Regions from separate parts of the Callithrix jacchus genome. Here region 2 is linked to region 1. The links are chromatin contacts, called in public Hi-C maps. All regions are on one chromosome and are shown on one strand. Each heading gives the region's core, a stretch centred on a gene start, on an enhancer-like site or on the middle of the called end of the contact. The rest is flanking DNA. Distances are from core to core; before and after follow the strand shown. Region 1 holds the start of ZNHIT3 (zinc finger HIT-type containing 3). Region 2 overlaps ZNHIT3 (zinc finger HIT-type containing 3).

Region 1 (5,303 bases), core at 1,060-3,559:
AGAAACCCTGCCTCTACTAAAAATAGAAAATTCATTAGGCATGGTGGCGCATGCTTGTAATCCCAGCAGGAGAATCGCTTGAACTCAGGAGGTGGAGGTTGTGGTAAGCTGAGATTGCACCATTGCACTCCAGCCTGGGCAACAAGAGCGAAAAGAAAGGACAGGACAGGACAGGACAGGAAAAGGAAAGGAAAAGGAAAAGGAAAAGGAAAGGAAGAAGGAAGGAAGGAAAGAAGGAAGGATCTATTCAGACTGGCCATGGTGGCAGGCACCTGTAATCCCAGTTACTCAGGAGGCTAAGGCAGGAGAATTGCTTGAACCCAGGAGGTGGAGGTTGCAGTGAACAGAGACCATGCCACTGTGCTCCAGCCTGGGCAACAGAGCGAGACTCCATCTCAAAAATAAATAAATAAAATTAAAAAAAAAAGTAAAGACGTGTCTATTTATATCCTTTGCTCGTTTTTAAATTAGGTTATTTTTGGCCGGGCTCGGTGGCTCATGCCTATAATCCTAGCACTTTGGGGGACCGAGGTGGGTGGATCACGAGGTCAAGAGATCAGACCATCCTGGCCAACGTGGTGAAACCCTGTTTTTACTAAAAATACAAAAATTAGCTGGGTGTGGTGGTGGTGGGCACCTGTAGTCCCAGCTTGACAAGTGGGGATTATGAGGATTACAATTTAAGATGAGACTTGGGTGGGGACACAAGGCATCTAACCATATCAGCCCCAAAGCCATGACAGGAGAAGGCTCCTGCCAGAAGTCCACCCCACAGCCCCAGACTCTACCATGGCCTTTCCTCACTCTGCTTCCTTCCTCCACTTTTCTTTCCCTGAATGAGGTTGCTCTATCAATGCCTCCCACGACTACACATGATCCCCTCCCCCATCCCCCATGCTCAGGGATAAGGAAGCTAGTGCCTGCAAAGGTTCTTTGAACTGACTGCACCATGGACTACACCATAGTCAAGCCACGGCAACCCACACGTACACCTCCAGATGGCCTCCCAGAACCAGAAAGTCTGTAACAGAAAAACCGCAAAAGAAGAATAGCTAGCTCCTGCAGTGCCTGATTAACCGACTTTACAACATTCTACCACTGTTCCTGCCTCAAACTGATAGATCAACCTTGTGACAGTGTACCCTGTGACACTGTCCCCCTCACTCACTTGCAAAAAACCGCCCTCAACTCTAACTTTCCATTACCTACCCCCAACCTATAAAACCAGCTCCTATCCCACCACCCTCTGCTGACTTTCTTCGGACTCAGCGCACTCGCACCCGAGTGAATGAACAGCCTTGTTGCTGACACAAAGCCTGTTTAGGTGGTCTCTTCATTCAGAGCGTCCTTACCAGTGCCCTGAATCCCTTCCCCACCCAAGACTCCTTCCTTTTCTTTACACTTAGTCTACCTAAAACTCGTTGTTTTTTTTTTTTTAAATTGCGTTACCTACCTCAGCTTTGTTTCTCAAAGGCTTTAATCCAGGAGGAGCTGAAATTGTTTCTTGGCAGGAGGGATTTCACGTTTGCATTGCTCTAAAAGAGACGCTCTCAGAAACAAGGGACCTCCACTTTGGTGTCAGCACTGCACGCACCCCCACCCAAGCCAGCACTGTGGCTGGAAAGCCTAGGTAGAGGGTAAGGGATTTGGGTGTAGTGGGAATTGACGTGGAGGAATGTTGGAGATCAGATTCATGGATGCCACAAAAAAACCCAACCCCTCCCCACCGAAAGAGGGCAGTACTCAGGCTAGGAGCCGCTGCACTAGGTGCTAGGGACCCACTGAATTCTCACTAGTGCAAGGCTCGGTCGAATCTGCATTTCCAGAAATATCGCCCTGGCAAGGGCAGGGACTACTCAGTCAAGGGCGACTCGTCGCTCCACCCTAAGGTGTCCCTAAAGAGGGGTGGCACGAAGAGGTGGCGAACCCCGCCCTGCTTTTGGCTTGCGATGGACTTCTTTTTAAAACGCGCAGTGGTTGAAAACCGCTGCTTCAAAACGGAGACTGAAGGGGTAGTAAAGACTAACGAGGAGTTTTAGCAATGGGCTCAACAGAGTCTGGGCGCCTGGGAAGGGCCTCGGAGGAACTGCAAGGTTGGGGAACGATTTCAAATGCGTACTCGACAACACGGAGTGAAGACTGGGAGGTCTTAGCCCCTGTCCCGCCTCCAGTGCTCCCTGGGGCACATGACAGGCTCACGACGCATTTGGGTTTCTTCGAGAGAGCCTCGCACGCACCAGCACCCACTCAGCGGCAGCACCTGGCACCCTCGGGCAGCTCAGCGCTGCTAGAGTCCCTTCCCCAGGCACGCCCCCCGCGCCGGCCTTTTCAGCACTTCCCAAGCCCGAGCCAATCAGCGCTCGGCAGCGACCGGCAGGGATGACCAATCGATTTATCCTGCGTTGTACTCAAGACCTAGAAGTCGAGCATCGTACATCCGATCGACGGAACGTCCGGGCCCCAACGCTAAGTTGGGTGACTGTTCGGCGGTTGTCTCGGGGGTTGCAGGAAGATCCCGTTTCCTCAGCGTGGAAGGAGAGGTTGACCCCGAAGAGTTAAGATTCTAGAAGCAAACGGCAGGGCGCGGTGGCTCACGCCTGTAATTCCAGCACTTTCGGAGGCCAAGGCGGGAGGATTGCCTGAGATCAGGAGTTCGAGACCAGCCTGGTCAACATGGTATAACCCCATCTCTACTAAAAAAAAAAAAAAAAAAAAATAGCTGGGCGCGGTGGCGGTGCCTGTAATCCCAGCTACTCTGGAGGCTGAGGCTGGAGAATCGCTTGAACCTGGTAGGCGGAGGTTGCACTGAGTCCAGATTGCGCCACTGCACTCCAGCCTGGGCAACAAGAGTGAAACTATGTCTCATATAAATAAATAAATAAAGATTCTAGAAGCACACTCTTTATCCCTGGCCTTCCTCCTCCTTCACGGGGTAGCTTGGGACAAGTTATCTCTTTTCTCTGGGTCTGTGTTCTGCCTATAAAAGAATGAATGGGACAAAATGGTCTCTACAGTCTCTTGTTTATCCTGGCCCTGCAAATCCAGGATCAGTGCCATTGTATCTCAGTCTGATGTCACTGGTCTTGCCCTGCCTGGTGTTCTGAAGTTTTGTCGGCAGTAACATGCACTCCAGCCAGGATCTTCAGTCCAGGACACCAGCACTGGGGAAAGTGAGGCATAAGAAAAAGAAAAATGGGGATTGTTTATCCACAGACACATATGGTGCACTGCATATCTGACACTGTGCTGGTGCTGTGTCCCCTATGAGAAACAGGCATGGTCCTTGCCCCTCCAGTTATGAGCTATGTCACTTCCACCAGACTCTCAGGTGGCCAGTGAGGAGCTGTACTCTCACCAAGCTGCTCTCACCAGCAAACAGGATGGAGACAGACTTGTAGGCCTGCATGTTCCTGGGCTCCTCTTGAACTCCCAGCTCAGCCACTGGCTGTCTTCTACCCACAGATCTGAAAGGAGTCAGTCCAGACAAGCTCCAGCAGTACCTCTTTTTTTGAGGAAGCCACCTTCTCCTGGCTGTCCAACCCTGAGAGGACCTTGGAAGTTTGGGGGAGTTCCTCTTGGCACTCTGGTTCATCCAGAATGCACCCAACCACCCTCTATACATGCATCCCCCCACCCCCCACAAGCCCTCCAGCCTGATACCCTGCTGGAGTTCTTTTGCGGAGTTTTGTCTTGAGATCATCAGAGAGGTCATGCTCCATGAGGCTTTGAAGCACCACCAAGAAAAACTCCTGCAAGACCAGGAACATATCTGAGAGGCATCTGAAGTCAGATAGGCTGTGTTGGAATCCTAGCTTTTTCTGACAGTGTGGTCTAGGTAATTTAACTTCTACCAGCCCCATATGTGTAATGAACATCATCACAGCACATACCTCACAGATTGCTGAAAGGATTAAATGAAATGATGCATATAAATTACTTGCAGCATGCCTCTCAGAGATGTACAGTAAATGGGCAAGAATTGGGAGCTACTGTTATTATTCTGTTATTGTGATCATATTCAGCAGGAAAGAGGCCTCCGAGGCTAGGCTCCAGTCCTTGATGAGAAGGTGCCCACTTTGTCCTCTCCTGTTTCTCACCCTCTGCTTCTGCCTCCCGTGGTCCCAGCTGAGTGGCTGTACCTCAGTAATATCCAGTTTCCTGCCTCAGAACATGAAGCCCAGACATACAAGCTGAGGGAGGATGCCACACTTGAGGAGCAAGGGAAGAGCATACTTGGGGAGCCTGTGCTTCAGAGCTCTGGTCACATCCCCAAGGAGCACAGCAGGCCCTGCCAGATAAACAGACAAAATCAAGAGGGCTCCAAGGTGGGACAGAGAAGGAAGATTGTTAAAAATAGAATCTGCTAGGCCGGGCATGGTGGCTCACACCTGTAATCCCAGCACTTTAGGAGGTCGAGGCACGCAGATCACTTGAAGCCAGGAGTTCAAGACCAGCCTGGCCAACACGGTAAAACCCTGTCTCTACTAAAAATACAAAAAATTAGCTGGGCATGGTGGCACAAGCTGTAGTCCCAGCTACTCAGGAAGTTTAGGCAGCAGAATCACTTGAACCTGGGAGGTGGAGGTTGCAGTGAGCCAAGATCACGCCACTGCACTAACCTGGGTGACAGAGCAAGACTCTGTATTTTTAAAAATGAGGCTGTGTGCGGTGGCTCACACCTGTAATCCCAGCACTTTGGAAGGCCAAGGCGGGTGGATGACAAGGTCAGGAGATCAAGACAATCCTGGCTAACAGAGTGAAACCCAATCTCTATTAAAAATACAAAACATTAGTCAGGCCTGGTGGCACGTGCCTGTAGTCGCAGCTACTTGGGAGGCTGAGGCAGGAGAATCGCTTGAACTTGGGAAGTGGAGGTTACAGTGAGCCAAGATCACGCCACTGCACTCCAGTCGGGGTGACAGAGCGAGACTCTGTCTCAAAAGAAAAAAGGGAAGAAAAAATTGAATCTGCTGTGCCCAACCAAACCATCAGCTGTGGAGTCCTGCCCTGAATCATTTACTGCTTACCCTATCTCTGGGACCATGAGGGCGGGCAGGTGGCAGCAGCTGTTTTCCAAGCCCTGCTGCTCCCAGGCCAGTGTGACATCTGCAATGACCATTTTAACAGGCTGGACACCCTCATGTCACCCTAGCATTTATCCTTGGCCTACTTGCCACTTGTGCCCCACCTAGTGGGGAGGAAGTGGCAAGGCCTTCGCTCTCGGTTCCACAGGTAGAGTTTTGCAGGGGAGTCCAGTGAACTCATTCTTTACAAAACCTACCCAGGCCTTCTTTCAGCCACCC
Region 2 (4,592 bases), core at 516-3,015, 39 kb before region 1:
GGCAAAGCAATCCTGAGCAAACAGAACAAGGCTGGAGGCATCACCAGTACTTGGCCTCAAAATATACTATAGAGCTGTAATATCTAAAACAGCATGGTACTAGCATAAAAATACACACACAGATCAACGGAACAGAATAAAAAACCCAGACATATATAAAGTCATACATTTATAGCCAACTGACTTTCCACAAAGGCACCAAGAGCGTATATGGGGGGAAGCACTCTTCAATAAATGGTACAGTATTGAAAACAGTAACTGTAAGGATAACCATATGCAGAATTAAACTAGATCCTTATCTGTCACCATATATAAACATCAAAATGGATTAAAGACCTAAATATAAGACCTGAAACTGAAATTAGTATAAGAAAACACAGGGGAAATGCTTCAGGACATTGGTCTGGGCAATGATTTTATGAATAAAATCTCAAAACACAGGCAACAAAAGCAAAAATAGGCAAATGGAATTCTATTACACGACAAAGCTTCTGTACAATAAAGGGAATAACAGAGTGAAGAGACAACCTATAGGATGGGAGAAGATATCTGCAAAATATTCATCTGACAAAGGGTTAATATCCAGAACATACAAGAAGCTCGCCACTAAAAAAAAAAAAAAAAAAAAAAAAACCCAAAAAACAAAAATACATTTAAATGGACAAATGGGTCACCCAAGGTGGCTCACGCCTGTAATCCCAGCACTTTGGAAGGCCGAGGCGGATGGATCATGAGGTCAAGAGATCGAGACCATCCTGGTCAACAAGGTGAAACCCCATCTCTACTAATAATATAAAAAATTAGCTGGGCACGGTGGCGTGTGCCTGTAATTCCAGCTACTCAGGAGGCTGACGCAGAATTGCCTGAACCCAGGAGATGGAGGTTGCGGTGAGCCGAGATCCCGCCATTGCACTCCAGCCTGGGTAACAAGAGTGAAACTCCGTCTCAACAAAAGAAAAAAAGAAAATGGAGTTCAAGACCAACCTGGCCAACATGGTGAAACCTCGTCTCTACTAAAAACACAAAAATTAGCCGGGAATAAGTGGCAGGCACCTGTAATTCCAGCTACTCTGGTGGCTGAGGCAGAAGAATCACCTGAACCCGGGAAGCGGAGGTTGCAGTGAGCTGAGATCATGCCACTGTACTCCAGCTTGGACGACAAGAGCAAGACTCCGTCTCAAAAAAATAAAATGGACAAATGATCTGAATAGACACTTCTCAAAAGACATACAAATGACCACCAAGTATATGAAAAAATTAGTTCAACATCACTAATCATTGGGGACATGCAAGTCAAAACCACAATGAGATATCATCTCACCGAAGAAAGAATGGCAATTATCAAAACAAAAAATAACATGCTGGCAAGGATATGGAGAAAAGGAAACTCTTTAAACACTGTTGTTGGGAACGTAAATTGGTATAGTAATTATGGAAAACAGCATGGAGGTTCCTCCACAGAAGGGCGGAGTAGAAGAAAGGCTACCGACTGTTCAAAATCCGGAGTGCGATCACAGGCAGGGACAACACAGAAAACTGTCCGACACACAGGAAGAGGCGTATGACACCAAGTCAGAGAAAACAAGGCTCCTGCAGAACCCACGGAGACGAGAGGAGGTAAACGATGCACAGCCAACACGGCAGTGGAACTAGGGGGCTGCCCCGCGCGAGGAGGGGGCCGAGGGCTGGCGGGGACGAGGACTCACCTTTGTGTTTCCGGAAGCAAGCCACCGAGCAGCTGTAACAAGAGAGGGCCAAGGCCGCGTCAGCACCGAGAGCCCGTGGCCTCTCCTGCAGCCCGCGGGTTCCTGCCGTCCCGCCCTCCCGCTGCGGCCCGACACCCGCACCCCCCGGACCCCGCGACCTTCCCACTCACTAGGGCACGCGGCAAGCCGGGCAGCGGTATTTGGGCTTCTCCAAGCAGATCACGCACACAATGCTGCTACAATTGAGCGACGCCATGGCCTCGGGGAAGGAGACGGCTTCCCGCGCAACCGTGCGCGCGCCCACCTCTTTTTCCGTTTCCTAAGCGGGGACCAATCAGCACTCCGCAGGCAGGCAAAAGCAATGGATTGATCCTGCTCACCGTCCCAGTCCTTGTAAGTAGAGCGTCGACACACTCGATGCGCCTCAAGTAGTTGCGTCCCAGGTTTTCCTTGATTCTATGACAGCTTCGAAGAACTTGTTATGTAGCCCTGTCCTTATGCGGCCGTGTGGCTTGGAGCAAGTATTCGACACTCCAGGTGTATTGCCCCGCATGTAAAAAACATAAACAAAGGCCGGGGGGCGCGGTGGCTCAGGCCTGTAATCCCAGCACTTTGGGAGGCTGAGGCAGGAGGATTACCTGAGGTCGGGAGTTCGAGACCAGCCTGATCAACATAGAGAAACCCTGTCTCTACTAAAAATACAAAATTAACCGAGCGTGGTGGTGCATGCCTGTAATCCCAGCTACTCGGGAGGCTGAGGCAGGAGAATCGTTTGAACCTGGGAGGTGGAGGTTGCAGTGGGCCGAGATGGCACCACTGTACTCCAGCCTGGGCAACAAGAGCCAAACTACATCTCGAAGAAAAAAAAAAGTCGTTTACTTTCTGGCTTAGACTTCCTGAATCTTGCAGGGACATTACGATTCTTCTGCCCATCTCATCTGCTTATTCTTGGTGAAGGAGAAGTCCACACTCTGGGCAAGTCAGAGTCATTTGGATCGCAAAATAGACAGGAACCTGGCCTTCCCAGCCTAGGCCATTTTTCCTTTTTTTTTTTCGAGACAGAGTCTCACTCTGTTGCCAGAATGGAGTGCAGTGGCACTATCTCGGCTCACTGCAACCTCCACCTCCCGGTTTCAAGCAATTCCCCTGCCTCAGCCTCCCCAGTAGCTGGAACTACAGGCGCCTGCCACCACGCCCAGCTAATTTTTGGATTTTAGTAGAGACGGGGATTCACCATGTTGGCCAGGATGGTCTCAATCTCCTGACCTTGTGATCTGCCCGCCTCGGCCTCCCACAGTGCTGGGATTACAGGTGTGAGCCACCGTGCCCAGCCTAGCCTAGGCCATTTTTCAGTTGGGAAAGAAAGATAAGGCTGGCCACTGGCAAGTGTTTATTGAGCTCCAACTGTGAGCCCTTCAATGCTGGGGACCCCCCAGGACTTCTAATGAAGATGTGGTCTCTGTCCTCTGGAAACCTAATGCTTAGAGAGAAAGTTGGATGGGGAAACAGGGAGGGAAGAGACTAACTCTTAGGGTCCTGCCAGAGCTAGCCTGCACCTGCACGTCCCTGAGAGTGAGTGCTCCTTAAATTTTGCACTCTAGGCTTCTCACACCTCCCCATAGTCCCGGCCCTAGTGTGCTAATTGACCAGGAAGCAGGCCAGTAACCACTGGCCCCAAGACAGGGATCCCAGGCAGATGAATCTGGACAGATGGGTGATGGTGGGACTTGAATGCCACCACAAACTTACATTTAGACAAAGTCATGGGTTTGTTTAGAAACTTTGCTTACAACTGGGCATAGCCCAGCCTTACCTTGGCTCCCATCCCACCTGCACTGGGCCCTTGAAGGGCCATAAATTGCCCTCACCCCTAAGCACCTCCTCTTCTGTGTTGGCTGTTCAGCCTTCAGGCCCCCACTTCAATAAATATGTCTACAGGGATGGATCTGCAACAACCAAGGCAGTGGTTGGAAACGGCTCAACCCCCTCCCTGGCTGTGTGACCTGGAGGGGTTGGTTACCCCCTCTGAGCTCCCTCATCTATTAGAGTGGATGTGTGGACCTATTTTACTGAGCTGTTGTAAAGCAGAGAGGAGACCATGTGCAAAAAGGTTTAATCTTAAGTGCTACATGATATCTAGAAAGAGTCTAACTCTTGGATCTCCATCTGGACCACATGAACATACGTCCCAAGCCCCAAGCCAGACCCCTCCAAAACAATTCTGCCATCTGCTTCTCGAGTAGGAAGTGAGCAATGATCCTTCCTTTGGGCGTGGTGGCCTTAGAACTCAGTCCAGTCCTCAGGGCTGAAGCTACTAGGCCATCTGGCCACCTGCCTGTGCTGCTTACAGTGGCCCCAGCCTCCCACCTCTAGACCCAGCCAAGAATCCAAAACAGGTCCACACAGGCCCAGTAACCTGCAGCATTCCTCATATTATTCAACAGTTGTACAATAATAATTTGAACTTGAAGCATCCCAGAAGGTCCAAGCTTACCTGGGAAGGCCAGAGAAGGCCAGTGACTTGTCCAGGGTCACACTTAAATCCTCTGCCAAGCCTGGCATGGAGGCACCAGCCTGTAGTCCCAGCTACATGGAAGGTTGAGGTTGGAGGCTCACTTGAGCCCAGGAGTTCAGTGCTGCAGTGAGCTATGATTGTGCCACTGCATTCCAGCCAGGGTGACAAAGACAGAGACCCAACTTAAAGAAGAAAAATTCAGGCCAGGTGCAGTGACTCACGCCTGTGATTCCAGCACTTTCGGAGGCCAAGGCAGGCAGATTACTTGAGGCCAGGAGTTCAAGATCAGCCTGGGCAACATAGCAAAACCCTGTCTCTACTAAAAACAGAAAACATTAACTAGGTGTGGTGGTGCATGCCTGTAATCCCAA

The links. Hi-C and Micro-C count contacts between places; a contact is called where the count stands out from the background.
Region 2: a Hi-C map of skeletal muscle shows a contact between it and region 1, with 10 times the contacts expected there. The contact joins the enhancer-like site here to the promoter of ZNHIT3 in region 1. A contact is called at or near these places in 3 of 3 Hi-C or Micro-C datasets (induced pluripotent stem cells and skeletal muscle).

Annotation. Positions count from the first base shown.
Region 1 is chr5:96,712,692-96,717,994 of calJac240_pri, reverse strand. It overlaps ZNHIT3 (zinc finger HIT-type containing 3), which reads right to left and starts at 2,309. Exons shown (of 11, transcript XM_078373744.1): 1 at 2,120-2,309; 2 at 1,454-1,626. It overlaps LOC144582632 (a long non-coding RNA gene), which reads right to left. Exons shown (of 6, transcript XR_013535726.1): 5 at 4,140-4,288; 6 at 2,826-3,161.
Region 2 is chr5:96,752,189-96,756,780 of calJac240_pri, reverse strand. ZNHIT3 (zinc finger HIT-type containing 3) reads right to left here. Exons shown (of 11, transcript XM_078373744.1): 6 at 4,201-4,592; 7 at 1,877-2,171; 8 at 1,707-1,738. The coding sequence starts at 1,962. Among named protein-coding and RNA genes, the nearest start is that of ZNHIT3, 39 kb to the right of the region's middle. Within about 2 kb of position 1,765, at least 12 of the 16 cell types and tissues checked have an H3K27ac peak or open chromatin away from gene starts, as enhancers often do. A contact at or near this core is called in skeletal muscle, where this site is marked.